Linked DNA regions of Mus musculus: regions 1, 2, 3 and 5 are each linked to region 4. A link is a contact called in public Hi-C, HiChIP or PLAC-seq, Micro-C and promoter capture Hi-C data. All regions are on one chromosome and are shown on one strand. Each heading gives the region's core, a stretch centred on a gene start, on an enhancer-like site or on the middle of the called end of the contact. The rest is flanking DNA. Distances are from core to core; before and after follow the strand shown. Region 1 holds the start of Sec24d (Sec24 related gene family, member D (S. cerevisiae)). Region 2 holds the start of Cnn3 (calponin 3, acidic). Region 3 holds the start of F3 (coagulation factor III). Region 4 holds the start of Bcar3 (breast cancer anti-estrogen resistance 3). Region 5 holds the start of Usp53 (ubiquitin specific peptidase 53).

Region 1 (2,700 bases), core at 55-2,554, 850 kb before region 4:
TAAAAGATACTTTTGTTTATTTGGTTGGTTGGTTTCTGCAGAGACAAGGTTTCCCTTGTAGTCCTTGCTGTCCTGAACTTACTCTGTAGACCAGGCTAGCCTCGAACTCAAAGAGATCTGCCTGCCTCTGACTCCCCAATGCTGGGATTAAAGGTGTGTGCCACCATGTCTGGCTTTCAAAAAAACATTTGTTACAAGACAGGAGGTGCTCTGAAGCCTGGCAAAAGAATTATGATTTGTTTCCTATCTGCCCATGCAAAGCTTTGTGACACAGTAAACTGAAGAGGTTCTTTGGGCCTCAGTTTTCTGTTTTAGAAAATGAAGTGTCCAAAAGCCATATTAGTTGTGAAACCCTGATTCTCTAGTTTCTTTCCAGTTTCTCCATCAAGCATTTGGGTACCTCTCCTTTCTTTCTCGTTGCTGCGGTTTAAGGTAGTGGTTTAAGGTAAAGATTAGTAATACCTTCTAAGTAAGACGTGGGATCTCTTTATTCTGGAAATGGCATGCAAATTTCAAACGTGAAGACTAACATCCATGATTTAGCTTTGTTTTCATATTAAACCTTCAGCTTCCGAGTAGCAACCATGAGTATGATGAGGTCACTGTCTTGCTAACGGAGGACAGAAAGGCAGACAAAGGTCTCTAGTTCACTGTGTTCCTGACAACACTTTCCCTCCTCCCACTGCGCCTAGAGAGACGTGGCAGTCGCTTGGCCCCGTGCAGCCCAGAGCCTTCAGAAGACCGCACCGGCGCACCCACGCAGCAGCTGCGGAAGGGGAGCGGGACAGCGATGCTCACAGCAGGGGACTGGAAGCCGCCCAGCCCTCTTCCCTGGTCCTGGGAGGAATTCGCTTCCTCACCCTTCTCTGCCACGTCAAACTTCCTCACCCAGTACACCAAGTTGCAGAAACCTGACTCAGCTGCAAGCGGCGACATGGCAGAGAGCCACTTGGCACAAACCGGCCTCGAATCCAAACCCCGAGCGCTCGGATTCTACAAAGACACCCTTCCCCTTCCACTGTCACCCGGGACAAGTTCGCGTTTCCCTCTAATGATGTCCCGGAGCTGAACACTGTAGTTGCCATTTTCCCTCGGAATATTTCCAGCCCTCTCCTCCTCCGGGAACCAGAGAGCCAAGTTGATGGGGAGTCGCGGTGCAGCCGCGTGTGGACGCTCCGCACCCTCAGCCCGAACCTGCTGTACCTGTGGCTCCCCTTCCTCCCCACCCTCCTCCCTGCGCCCTGCGCCCCGCGTCTGCCGTACCTGCTCTGCACGCTCCGCGCCCCGCGCCGCCGCCGCCGAGTCGCTCTGGGTTGCTAGTGCCACGTCAGGCGCCCGGGCGCGCGCGCGTGCTGGACCCGCTCGCTCCCGCGGCGCGCCCTGGCGGGGGCGGGGCCGCACCTCCCACTGCGGTCTCGCGCCTCTTTCCGGGTCTTTTCCTCTAAGCTTTTCCTTCGCGAGGCCCCGCCTCCTCCAATTTGTCAAAGATCCTCCGGAGCCGGTGGCAGGGGACTTGGGTGGGGTGAGGAGGGCGCGCTCTGGGTTCAACAGGTGGCACTGAATCGCTGCGCTGCGCTCGCCTTACTGGAAGCGACGCGTGTCGGGGAGTGCTCAGTGGCCAGAGGAATCTGGCGCGTGGACAGACAATTTGATGACGTCTTCCAGCACAACCACAGAAGGAAGGAAGGCCCACGACAGCCTGGTTCTGTGTGAAACGAGACGCTCAGCTGAGGTGTCCTCAAGGAAGCAAAGGGTTGCAGGACCTCCGTGGGCTTGCCCACTTAACTGGGTGTGCCCCACCCACAAACAGGAACTGGCCTGTGTCAAAGGTAGATAACTTTTAGCTCACCTTTGGACAGAAACAGTTGAGAAACACCTATTTGGCCCTAAAATCAGGACCAATAGGCCACACTCCAAAAATGTCTCACTATCAGAGAGAAAGTATGAGTTCAGTCCGCAGCCGAGCTGCGAGTTTGGGGAATCTATGAAAGTTTTATGAAATAAAAGCAGCCTAGTGATTTTGCCCTCACTGTGTGCCTCCTTCTGAGGAACCAGAAATAAAAGCTCCCTAAAGCTTGACTAATCAAAAGCTACCTGAGTAACTTTTCCTGTTGCTGTGATAAAATACTCTGGCAACCACAACTAAAAGGAGAAAATGTTTATTTTGGTCCACAGTTCAAGGGAGTAATCCATCTTGATGCGGTAGCTTGAGGCAGCTGATCACTATGCGGGCACAGTCAGGAAAGCAGAGAGCAATCAGTGCTTGTGTCTGGCTCTTTTTATGCAGTCCAGGATGCCAGTCCAGGGAATGATGTCCCACACACTGGGCGGGTCTTCTCAGCTCAATCCATCTATGCTCAATATAGATCCTCTCAGACCTGCCAGGTCTTCTTTTAGAATTATCATTATCAAGACATGTTGTTGTTGTTGTTTGAGACAGGGTTTCTCTTTGTAGCCTTTGCTGTCCTGGAACTCACTCTCTAGACCAGGCTGGCCTCAAACTCAGCAATCCACCTGCTTCTGCCTCCCAAGTGCTAGGATTAAGGACATGAGCCACCATCACCCACAGTATTAGGAATTTTGAGGCAACTGTGTCAACTGTTTATCACTAAAAAAGAAACCAATTTAAAGGGTAATAATTTGCATTGTCTCAGTCTCTAAGGTTTCAGTCCTAAGTCATCTTGCTGAACTGCTATAGGT
Region 2 (2,789 bases), core at 214-2,713, 990 kb after region 4:
AAACCACTCTCGCTTGGGTCTAACAACGGTACGCTTCATTACTTCTATGAAATTCCCTTCACACCCCAGCCACCCGCAACTCCAGGGGTGTTCGTAGCCCTGATGATGCCAAACTATTCTACCGGAGGTGGGACAGCTTGGTGACAATCCTGACATGCTTCGGCTCCCGGGAAGTTAATGGGAATTAAACCACAGCAGCCCTCCTTTGTGGCGCTTTGGCCGGAACAGCAAAAGGGAGACAATGAGCGGTCTGTGCGCAGTTCCACGCCGATTGGCTGGTCACCCCCACTCCCCGAAACCCCTGATGTCATGGACTTGGAATGCAGGCAGGGAGGAAGGAAAGAGAGGATTTGGGGAGGGGGGCGCCTCTCATCTCTTTTCCAGGCCAAAAGTCTGAAAGATAAACCCTGGTGCATTCTTGAGATGAGTACACAGCAAAGCAACGCAGCCAGATTCCAATCACTCCAAAATTGCAACCCGCCACAGCAAATAAACCTCGAACAAAAGCGACCCTGCCGAGATATCGTGACAATTCAACGCGCTGCAAACTTCTCAGGATTGCATTTCTAAGTCTCTCATCTACAGCTGATCCGGCTCGCAGGCTGCGCGTTCAGGCTTTGTCTGGGCTTCCCGCACCAGCGGCGATTGCATCAAGGCACCACCGACGGGCTCCCTTTCCGCCCGCGGGTCCCAGGGGTCGGCGGGACACTCTCCCATGGAGGAGGAGGAGGAAAGGAACAATGAGGGGCCCGGGTTGGCCACGTAACCGCCCAACTTCGCTTGTGGGAGGAGGGGGCCAGGATGGAATGGGAGGAGACGCAGGGTCCCGCGGCAGCCCCAGCCCAGGCGGATGGCGGGGGCGGCAACTCCCGGAGACCCAGCCGTAAGGCAGGGCCCCGCCTAAGGGCCACAGGCCACTCAGGAGCGCCCCCTTCCCGGAGGGGCGCACCCTACAGCCTTGGAGCGGGCCCTGCGGCGCTGCGGGACTCCAGGCGTCCGGGAACCCCCACCGCCCGCCGGGGCCGCGGCGCGGGAACAAAGCCAGCACCAACGCGTGCGAGCCAGGCTCCGCGAGCCGAGGAGCATCTCTCTCTCCCGCAGCCTCGACGTCTCTCCGCGGCGGCTCCCAGCGCCCCCACCGCCGCGGCAAACCCCCAGCCCGCCCGCGCGCGTACCTTGTTCTTAACTTCGGCGGAGAGCCCGTAGGAAGGGCCCTTGTTGAAGTGGGTCATGGCTGTTTGGACGACTGGAAGAGTTCTAGCGGTCAGTCACCCTCGGTGTCCCTGCTCTTAGCCCCAGCGGCGGCCGCGCGGGTGATGCACGAGCTCGCTCCCCTGCGCGGCGCCGGAGAAGCCCGAACGCCGCAGACGGACGCGGATGATGCTTCGAGGTTCGCTAGGACTCGAGTCCCGCGGAGGCTCCGGGTCGCTCTGGACTGGGACCGGCTGCCCTGCTCGCTGCCCGCTCCGCGGCTCCGCACGCTCTGCCCCCAGCCTGGTCTCCCCCCACCCACCCCCGGGCCTCCAGGGATTGGCCGGCGAGCCCGACCAATGAGCGCCGCCTCCTCCCCCCTCGCCTGCTCCAAGGCTTCCCGGCCAATGGCAGCGCGGCGGGCGCGGCGCTCCCTCCCGCGGGGTCCCAGCCCCCGGCCCCGCCCTCACGCCACCTAGGACCTCGGCGCCCCTCCTCCCCGCTGGTCAGCGGGCTGCGACCGCCCCGCCCCGGCGCCTAGGGGCTTCTCAGCCGCCTTGGTTCTCATCAACTCCCAGGCATCTGTGGCGCTCCGACGGTGGAGGGGGACAGGAAGCTCCCCGAGCTGGCCCGCCGCTGACCGGCCACTCCATCCGTCTCCTCCCGGGCTACAGCGCGCCCAGATGTTGCGCTGGAAACCCGGGGAGCAGCCTTCGAATCCACGTGCCAGGCCGGGGGCGGGGGGGGGAGGCCTGCGTGGACATCTGCCAAGTCTCCCTCCCCACGCAGCTGCCGCACCTGTGGGGCTGACCTCTGCCTCGGTCAACGCTCTTTGCCAAAGTCCTGCTCATCCTGTCTAAACTTTGAATGCAGAGCGAAAGAAATTGGGAAAGTGTTGTGGCACAGCCAGGTTTTGGGGGGAGGGGGTACAGCTTTTTGGGTCCTTTTCTGGAGTCCCACCAGTTGCCCTTGGCAAGCACCTTCACCGGGGGTTCAGCCAGCCCAAAAGGCTAGGTAGTTTATTTGTTTTTAATTAGAGGACTGCCTTGACTGAGAAGTCTACCTGCTTTGGTTTGTTTTTTAATCTCTTTGAATCAGCACTCTGTATTCTTTTCCGTCCCCTTTCCTTTCTTCTGATCTCAAAGGCAAACTGATAGAGGAAAGGTGAGAACAGAGAGCACGCTGTCCCCTGCCTGTGTTCCTGGCACTACACTGGGCTATATGTCTTTGAAAGATTAGCTCATTCACTTTCCCAAAACTTACTCGGTAGACTTCAGATCCGTTTTAGTGGCTTGAAGGCTGCAACTCAGAGATTCCTAATAATGACAGCTATCACTGCCTCCAGAGTGTCACCGCTTGCCTTGGTGTCTTGGGGCACATCTAGGACAGGTTTTAGTCCTCTGGGTGTCAGTATGTTGGTTTATGTTTCCCAAATACAGCTGACATTCCAGAAGAGACTACAGGACCAGGGTCAGCCACTTGCATGGAAAAGAGAAGCCCAAATAGCCCAAGTTGAACCTTTCTGGGATAGAAATAAGGGAGTGTGGCATAGTGTCTCAAGCACTCTATCCCAGCACAAAGAGGATTGCTGTGTTGGG
Region 3 (2,700 bases), core at 109-2,608, 700 kb after region 4:
CCATCAAAGGGAGCACATGTTTTGTTGCCAGTCACAAAAATAACGTTGCTAACTTGTCAAGAGCAGAGGGTGTGTGTGTGTGTGTGTGTGTGTGTGTGTACGTGTCCTTCCCCCCACGCCCCATCCCCGCCCTCAGGGCCATATAGTCCTCTAGGCAACACCCATACTGCAATCCGTGGAAAGAGCTGAAGATCCTGAAGTCCTCCTTTAAACTATTCCAGGGAAAGCCCACTTTAAAACGACACAGAAGGAGGGCCCAAGGTGCCAGAGAGTCCCGGACTCTTCCGAAGCCGTCGGAGAGGCCGCAAGGAAGGGTTTGAATAAATTCCAAACAGGGCTAGTCCCCCACACACGTGAGAGTCAGGAATGCACATAAACGAAAAAAAAAAAAAAGAGTCTAACCGGACTTTTCCCATTGTAATCTAAAATATCTTTACACTGAAATTCTCAAGGAGAGCTCGTCAGACGTGCAGCCCACGTGGCACCTGTCACATGGTGGGATGCTATTCCATTAAAGTGCTGTCATCAACGTCTCGTTTTGCAAGCCCCCTGGTTTCAGCCTCTGCCTCAACTCAGCACTGGGTAGATGTGGGTATGCACTCTGTCTTGCCTGAGTTTACAACAGCCTTGCTTCTATCAGACCGAAACCAAAGGCCACAAGAACACCTATTTATTACGGGAAGGCGCACACCTTGTCAGAGATAACATGCAAGCCACGCAAAGCGCAAAGCACGCCGACTTTGGCAAAGGCGGGCCCACGAGCCTGCCACCTTCAAGGGCCCAACATCTAGGAAACTCTCCCTCAGAGTTAAAGCTGGAATCTCAGTTTTATCTTATGCAACCGCGGTGGACGCACAAAGCAGGCATCTTTAGCAGTGACAACTGCCAGGAGTCCGGGCACCAACTACCTTCCATCCCATTGTTCATTCAAATCCTCAGGGCGAGCGCAGCCAAATCCACAGGTACAGCCGGACACCTTGGTGTCCCCAAGGAACCAGAGCAGCACCCCCCCTCCCCCCCCAGCTAGCCAGATAGGTTCTCTGTTTCCCGCGGGCGGAGCGCCCCCGGCTTCTCAGGACCAATGCCACTCACCTGCACCCGCGGTCACCTGGAGGAGGAGGCAGCCGAGAAACGTGGGCGCGAGAGCCGCTAGGAGGCGCGGGCGCACGAGGATCGCCATGTCCAAGGGCTGGAGGCGAGGTCTCGGGGCTTCAGCGGCGGCGCGTTGGCTACGCTACAGGAGCGATCGGAGGGAGCGAGTGATGGGTACCGGCTGTACCCAGGCTGCCGGGGTCGGCGCGGGGTGCGTTATAAAGGGCCGCGCGGACACCGGCTCCTCTCCACCCCGCGCCGCCTCCGCCGAAGCTCGCGACTCCCCGCCCCCCGGCCCGGGTCACTCGCTTTCGCGGTGGGCGGCTCCCGATCAGTCCACACCCCTGCCCCGCCCACTCCCCTCCTGTAGGAAACTCCGAGACCCCGAAAGGGGTGACTCAACCGTGATTCAACAGCGCCGCGGAGCACCGAGCTGCCCCTTCGGCGCAGGCGGATCCAGGTACTGCGGAGACCCAGGCTCCCGGGCTGATCCCTGGATGACCAGCCTGGGTGGCTGGCTGGGGAGAAAGGAGTGTCATTGAAGGGACTTAAGTTGAAAGTCAAGGGAGTCTTACTTTTCCTCTGCTTTCGATGTACGCTGAGGCCCTAGCAGAGGATGTATCAAAGCCCCTGGACCACTCCTGGTAGCAGAGGGCAGTTCCAAAGCCCTGCCTGAACACGCAGTGGCTAGCAGATCATTCTGTCAGTCCCTTTGGTCCGCTGCACAGGGCGGTGCAGTAAATGCACGTGTCTGCCATGGACAAGGGCCCTGGATTAGGTCTAAAGGCCACTTGGCACCCCACTCCCGTTCCCGAGGTGACCGAGGAACTGCAACATGAAGCCTGAGAGAATTTGAGCGTGACTTCTGTAGCCACGGGGGTTCCAGGAAGGATGATTCTCACGTTGAGGAAGCCCGCAGTGGGTTTGAGTGAATTCCTCCAAAGCGCAGAAAAACAAAAAATGAAACTGAAAAATAAACATTCGGACGTTCCAATTTGTGTTTTCCCTTCCTGGATGCTGGGAATGGACCCAGGAGCCCACCTCTGTCACTGAGCCTAGTGGCAGCCAGGTGTCACTTGCAAGCTTTGGGTTTTCTTCATTTATTTCCTGGCCTCCTGTTCTAGGCTTTGCCGTGACGTTGTTGAAGCCTTAGACGATCACTTATCCTACTGGTAGCATTTGCTCGACAGTGTATCAAACGATTTCTTGTCACTCCTGGTTGACTGTCCAGTTTATCCCTTCTTTTCCAATTTCCCTAATTCTGCGACCCTTTAACACAGCTCCTCATATTGTAGTGATCCCAACCATAAAATTATTTTTATTGCTACTTCATAACTGTAATTTTGCTACGGTTATGAACTGTAATGTAAATATCTGTGTCTTTGGATGCTTTGTACAATCTTCCTTCCTTCCTTCCTTCCTTCCTTCCTTCCTTCCTTTCTTCCTTCCTTTTTTACTTTCCTTGAGTAAAGTCAAACTTGGGTCCACCTTGTAGGCTCTGAGAAGTGTAAAGAGTAACTAAGCTGTCGTCCCACTCACAGTAGCTTTTGATTAGGCTTCCTGCTTATGTCTGAGAATGGACAGGGCAGAACCTCTTAGATAGCCTTC
Region 4 (2,750 bases), core at 36-2,535:
CCGGGCTCTACTTTCCATCCCTAACTGCTGTAGGGAAAAACAAAACACAAAAACAAAAACTGAAAAAAAAAAAAAAAACTAGACTCGGGCTACTCCCCCTTTCACCTTGCCTCAAACAACCGTTAAACCTTAGTCCTGTGACGCGCTGCCCCACATCACCGGCTCGCTGCCTTTGCCACCTGCCCTTCAAAAAGAGTCTACACCTGATTAAAGTTTTTAAGTGGCCACAGGCTAAGCGAGTAAAGGAAGATGGGCTGCGACCCGTCCCTCCCTCCTTTTGCTTTCCCCTCTCCGACTCAGGGGGAAGCACACAACCAACTATTCATTCTTTCTCAACAAAGGGAAGGCGAGGGGAGGGAGATGTTGTCAACAGTTACTGGGCAGGCTCCTTCACTTTCTTTGCAAACTTCCCAAGAGATTAGTGGAGGAAAGCCTCGGGCTTCCAGCAGAGGCGTCTGGGCCAGCTCGTCTACCCAGCTTAGAGCGGCCTTGGGCAAAACCGAACTGGACTAGCAGGAGGGTTCGGAGGGGTCCAGAAACCAGCACCCGGGAAGATTCCGCCCCGGAGCCCAAGAGTAGATGGGGATGCTCGAGGCACATCACCACGCTCCACTCCCGAGAGTCCCGGGATCCGAGGACCCCCGAGGGCACAAGTCTCACCCTCCCTCCCCCGCCACACACACTTTGGTCACCCCCACTCCCACTCCCATGTCTAGTTTGCGGGGGCTCGGGGGTACAAACAGACGGGGGTTGCGCTCTTCCCCATGCCTAACTTTACTCTAAAGAACTTCTCAGTCCTGTTTCAGTCCGACCGAGGGAGCTCAGGAGGCTGAACAGGAACGCACGGGACACACTCACCTCCCCGCGCCGCGTTCGGAGTCCGGGATTGCGGTTCAGCGCCGGGCTGCTCTCACCTCACCGCAGCTGCTCTCGGAGCTCGGGCGGCTCATGGTCCGCGGGCGTCCGCCAAGAGGCTGGTGCGGCTGGCGGGTGTGCACGGCTGTCCCGCTCCGGCTGCTGCCTGGCCGGGCGGCTGCAGGCTCAGCTCTGAGCCGGCAGCGCGCTCTCTGGCCCTCAACTGGTGATTTGCGGCTTCGCGGCCCCACCCCGCCCAGCCGATTCGCCGGGCTGAGCCGAACCCCGGCGACTTTTACATTCGGTGACCTCGTCTGGCTCTCCTCCGCCCGGATTTGAGAGTTTTGACTCCCCCTTATCTTCCCCCGAGAAGCTAGACTTCAAGTGTAGCTCAACCTCTTCCTTACTGAACCTCACTCAACCGGACAGCCTCGCCTAATCCACTCCTCCCCCTTCCCGGCGTTATTTAATTACGCAGCAGATCCGCCCGCTCTGCAGACACCTGGCTGGCTTTCAATTTAAAAGGCTTTCATGGGACAAAGACCAAGGTAACCACAGCGAGCGAGCCGGGAACAGGCAAATCAATCACTCTCACACGTGCACGCAGAACTAGATGGCTTCGTGAACCTACATATGCTGTTTATCAAAACCTAGTTATAAAGTCATCTCTGCACTATCTGGTGGCTTGGTTTATGCCAAAGATTGCTGTGGTAACGGTGGGAGTACAGCACACAGTTCAATATATGATACCAGGTCATAGAATCATGATGCCCACCCCACCCCACACCCCAAATCAAATCCTGAGGACTTCAGATCTACATATAAAAGGTAAAACGGTAACACTAAAGAAATTATCAAACAGAAACCAAAAGCAAAACCAAACAACAAACAATAAAAAAAAAGGGCTGTAAAGATTCCTTAATTAAATACACGAAGCACTAACGCCAAAGGAAACCCGCTTGTTAACGTAATTGTCATTAAGAGCTCCTCTACGCAATTCATGCAGCCGATAAAGGAAATGTATAGAAACTATGTAAGGAACACCTTCGGATCAGATGGATAAGACAGAAGGCTCCACAGGGAACAGCCCAGGTATTTTTATTTACACAGTGTCCTGCTTTGCTTCTCTGTTGCTGAGATGAACGCTATGATCGAGAGCAGCTTCAGAAGTGTTTGTTTGTTACAAGGCATCATTGGGCGAAGCCAAGGCAGGAACTCAAGCAGAGGCAGTGAAGGGACAGAGCTCACTGGCTTGCTCTCCAAGGTTTCCTCAGCTTCTTTATGCAATCCGGGCCCACCTGCCCAGGGCTGGCACCACCCACAGTGGGTCGAGCCTTCCCACATCAAACGTTAATCAAGAAAATACCTCTCCCACATGCCCACATGCCCACAGGCCAATCCGATGGAGGTGATAGGTTCCCTCTTCCCAGGGGACTCTAGGTCAGTGGCTTTTTTTTTTTTTTTTTTTTTTGGTTTTTCAAGACAGGGTTTCTCTTGTAGCCCTGGCTGTCCTGGAGCTCACTTTGTAGACCAGGCTGTTCTTGAACTCAGAAATCCTCCTGCCTCTGCCTCCCGAGTGCTGGGATTAAAGGCATGTGCCACCATGCCCCCGGCAGGTAAGTGGGTTACAACCCCCTTGGGGGGTGGGGGTGAGGGGGCCTAAAGACTCTTTCACAGAGGTCACATATCAGATATCCTATATATACAGATATGATGTAAATACCAGGTATTTGCATCATGATTCATAACAGCAGCAACATTACAGTTATGAAGTAGCAACAAAAACAATTTTATGGCTGGGGGGAGGGGGTCACCACAGCCACTGTGTTAAAGCGGGAGAACCAGCCACTGTTCTAGAGTGTTCAGACTGACAAAATTAACCACCACAGACAGGC
Region 5 (2,700 bases), core at 169-2,668, 560 kb before region 4:
CCTTCATAATTTAGGTCTGCTCACCCAGGGACTGTTTGAATCTAACCCCCAACATTCACCTCACATCGAGGAACAGTAATTCTGAGTTAATACAACCACACTGTGACCTTCCTAACTACCATTTTTTTTTTTTCCTGGGGGAACAAGGCGTTCAGATCTTGTTACGTCAAGAGTAGGACATTAACATAACTAAACCTGGACTGCTTGTTCCTTGGTCTATTTTTAAGACATATTTAAGGCACTCATGTAAAATACATCCGAGAATACACAATATAGCTGAAGGGGAAAGAGGTGACAGAAGATATATTAAACAACACCTCAAAACAGAGTGCACCCGAGAGGAAACAGTATGGTGCCAATTCTTTACATTTCTAAGAGCTGGTTTCTCCGGCTCCTTCCCGTCGAGGTTTTAATGTTAATGTTGAGGACGGCGTCTATGGCTTCATGTTACTTCTTTTATGTGGTACATAATAAATTCTCACTGATCCCGGGTCAAACACAATAACCTCACTGCATGTCACCCACCAACCTGCAGGGTCTCCCTCATGCGATTTCTTCAGGTAAACTGGAGTCCCCTTTGAGTTTATCTAAGTCAACTTTTATGACTCACGCCAGCTTTGGAAATGTCTTCCAAACCTACATCTACCTTTTTGAGTCATCTTAATCATCAGCCAGGTTTTTTTTTCCCCCCTTTGTTTTGTTTTTCCTTTTAATTATCATCCCAAATAAAAGTTTCCCAGACAAAGGCTAGTCTGGTTCGCAGCAGCAGCAGCTTGCAACTCAAAACCTGCTCCACATCGCGGAGAGGATGCTGCCAAAATTTCTGACAAATACTAACTGGGTCAGCGCGGTTATGAAGACGTTCGTTTTATTAGTGGTCACGAAAGCCCCACTTAGGGAAAATACATTCGCGCCAAAGGACACCATTCAACTGCAAACAGACCGTACCGACTCCCTAAGGGGACCGCCGGGGTGCCGACCCAGCAATGGCTGAAACCCACAGAACCCCGGCTCAGATCCCCGCGCATCCGCACTCAGGCTGCAAAGCCGCCAACCAAGGCGGACGACGGCGGGACGCCCGCGTCTGCCGTGGAAATCCGCCGCAGTCCCCAGCCCACCACGCAGCCGCTCGCCGATCCGCCACGTCCCGTCTCACAGCCCGCCCCGCGCGCCACCCCCGCGTCGGGGCAGAAGCCCGAGCCCTGCTCTCGCGGGATCTCGCGCCTCACACAAGCCCTCGGAAAGGGAGCATCACCCGCGGGAAAGCCGGGAACTCACGTGCGGGGGCGGGGCGGGGCGGGGCGAGACGAGGAGGCGGGCCCGGCGCAAGGGGGCGGGGCGTCCTGACGCGGGGGAAGGCGGGGTCCAGAGACCTGTTGATCGCAGGTGTCACTGCCCAGACCGGCCCCTGGGTCTTGGGCGTGCGCGCATGCTCTGCGCGGGTCTGGCGGCTGAAAGCGGCGGTGTGGCCGTCTGTCCCTGTGCGTGTCGCTTTGCCTGTCACGACGTTGTGGGTGTCGGCGCGAGGCGGAGCCGGGCCAGTGGGACTGGAAGGGCTACGGCGCCGGGAGGTAGAGCTTGGGGTGAGTCGCGGGAGCCCCCGCTGGGCAGAGGGCGGAGGACTCTCGGTCCCCACGGCCTGGCCCCGCTCGGGCGCGCTAACCCGGGTGGCCGCAGGCTGAGGGCGGGATTGGGCCGGGTCGGGATGCGCTGGCCAGGCTCCTGCGGTTCCCGGTGCAGCCCCACAGCTGCCGGAGCACTGAGCCTTCACCAGGGCTCCAGCGTGATTGGCGTTCCTCCTTGGCGGAGCAGACTGGATTGGATGTGATAGAATCTTGGCTTGGTTGGTTTCTCAGTAGCTGGACAGACGGACGGAGTTAATGTTTAGCTTCTAAACGGCGGTTTACGGTACAATTACCAAACTACTCGCCGGCGGCGCGGGGGAACAGGAAGTGCCTGCGCAGGTGTAACCGGGAGGATGTGAAGCCCTGCAATCTGAGCCTGTTTTGAGGTTTTGTTATTCTCCTGGGGTTTGTTTTCTCCGTGCAGATCCCGATAAATGCTTGCAAAAACGTACTGCACGTCCTTATCTGCTTGCGGTCTTCCATAGCTGGAAACATATTCTTTCCTCCAAATATATTTTCAAGGCTACTTTTGAGGTACATGGGCAGTAAACCTAAGTTCTCTGTGGTGAGCCCTGGAGCTTGTTTAAGACCAGGCACGCTGATTTTCACCTTTAAAAGGTGGAGCCAGTGCTGACACGAAGTTATGATAGAATGGATTGGTGACATTGATAACTTGTCAGTTTTATTTTCTGTTGTTTTCAATTCTGTGTCGATGATGGTCGAGGCAGAGATCCCTCATCCTATTCTGTTAAAGAAAAAAGGAAAAAAAAAATAGTGAAGAAAGGGTCTTCAAAAGTAATGTGTGATTTATCTGCTATTGTCAGAAGAATTCCTAATAGATTTTCTGCGGGCAAGAGTTGTATGGAAAATAAGGTTTTTGACTTATCTTTTAGAGACTTTTAAAGTGAGCTCCTTTGGACAACTTGCTATAAACTTACAGAAGTGATTTGTTTAGTTTGTAAATCGAATCAATGTATTAAGTATTTTTCCCAAAGGATAAAAAACAAGAGACCCTCCAAACAAGCCTTTTCCTTAGGATTTTTTTTTTTATTTATAAAGTTGTCTATCGAACTCA

The links. Promoter capture Hi-C pulls out the DNA fragments that hold promoters and counts their contacts. A called contact is a pair of places that touch in the nucleus more often than the background predicts. HiChIP or PLAC-seq counts read pairs in DNA pulled down with a chosen protein or histone mark.
Region 1: a promoter capture Hi-C map of liver shows a contact between it and region 4, with 3 times the contacts expected there. The contact joins the promoter of Sec24d here to the promoter of Bcar3 in region 4. A contact is called at or near these places in 3 of 39 promoter capture datasets (embryonic stem cells and liver) and 2 of 115 datasets of contacts at active chromatin or transcription factors (bone marrow-derived macrophages and epiblast stem cells).
Region 2: a Hi-C map of B cells shows a contact between it and region 4, with 8 read pairs. The contact joins the promoter of Cnn3 here to the promoter of Bcar3 in region 4. A contact is called at or near these places in 1 of 484 Hi-C or Micro-C datasets (B cells) and 1 of 115 datasets of contacts at active chromatin or transcription factors (embryonic stem cells).
Region 3: a contact with region 4 is called in a FOXA1 HiChIP or PLAC-seq map of pancreatic cancer cells. The contact joins the promoter of F3 here to the promoter of Bcar3 in region 4.
Region 5: a Micro-C map of embryonic stem cells shows a contact between it and region 4, with 4 times the contacts expected there. The contact joins the promoter of Usp53 here to the promoter of Bcar3 in region 4. A contact is called at or near these places in 2 of 39 promoter capture datasets (embryonic stem cells and liver), 2 of 484 Hi-C or Micro-C datasets (both in embryonic stem cells) and 1 of 115 datasets of contacts at active chromatin or transcription factors (pancreatic cancer cells).

Annotation. Positions count from the first base shown.
Region 1 is chr3:123,266,100-123,268,799 of GRCm38.p6, reverse strand. Sec24d (Sec24 related gene family, member D (S. cerevisiae)) reads right to left here and starts at 1,304. Exons shown (of 23, transcript NM_027135.2): 1 at 1,264-1,304.
Region 2 is chr3:121,425,215-121,428,003 of GRCm38.p6, reverse strand. It overlaps Cnn3 (calponin 3, acidic), which reads right to left and starts at 1,463. Exons shown (of 7, transcript NM_028044.2): 1 at 1,176-1,463. The coding sequence starts at 1,232.
Region 3 is chr3:121,722,195-121,724,894 of GRCm38.p6, reverse strand. It overlaps F3 (coagulation factor III), which reads right to left and starts at 1,358. Exons shown (of 6, transcript NM_010171.3): 1 at 1,093-1,358. The coding sequence starts at 1,180.
Region 4 is chr3:122,418,292-122,421,041 of GRCm38.p6, reverse strand. It overlaps Bcar3 (breast cancer anti-estrogen resistance 3), which reads right to left and starts at 1,285. Exons shown (of 12, transcript NM_013867.3): 1 at 859-1,285.
Region 5 is chr3:122,983,165-122,985,864 of GRCm38.p6, reverse strand. It overlaps Usp53 (ubiquitin specific peptidase 53), which reads left to right and starts at 1,418. Exons shown (of 16, transcript NM_133857.3): 1 at 1,418-1,583.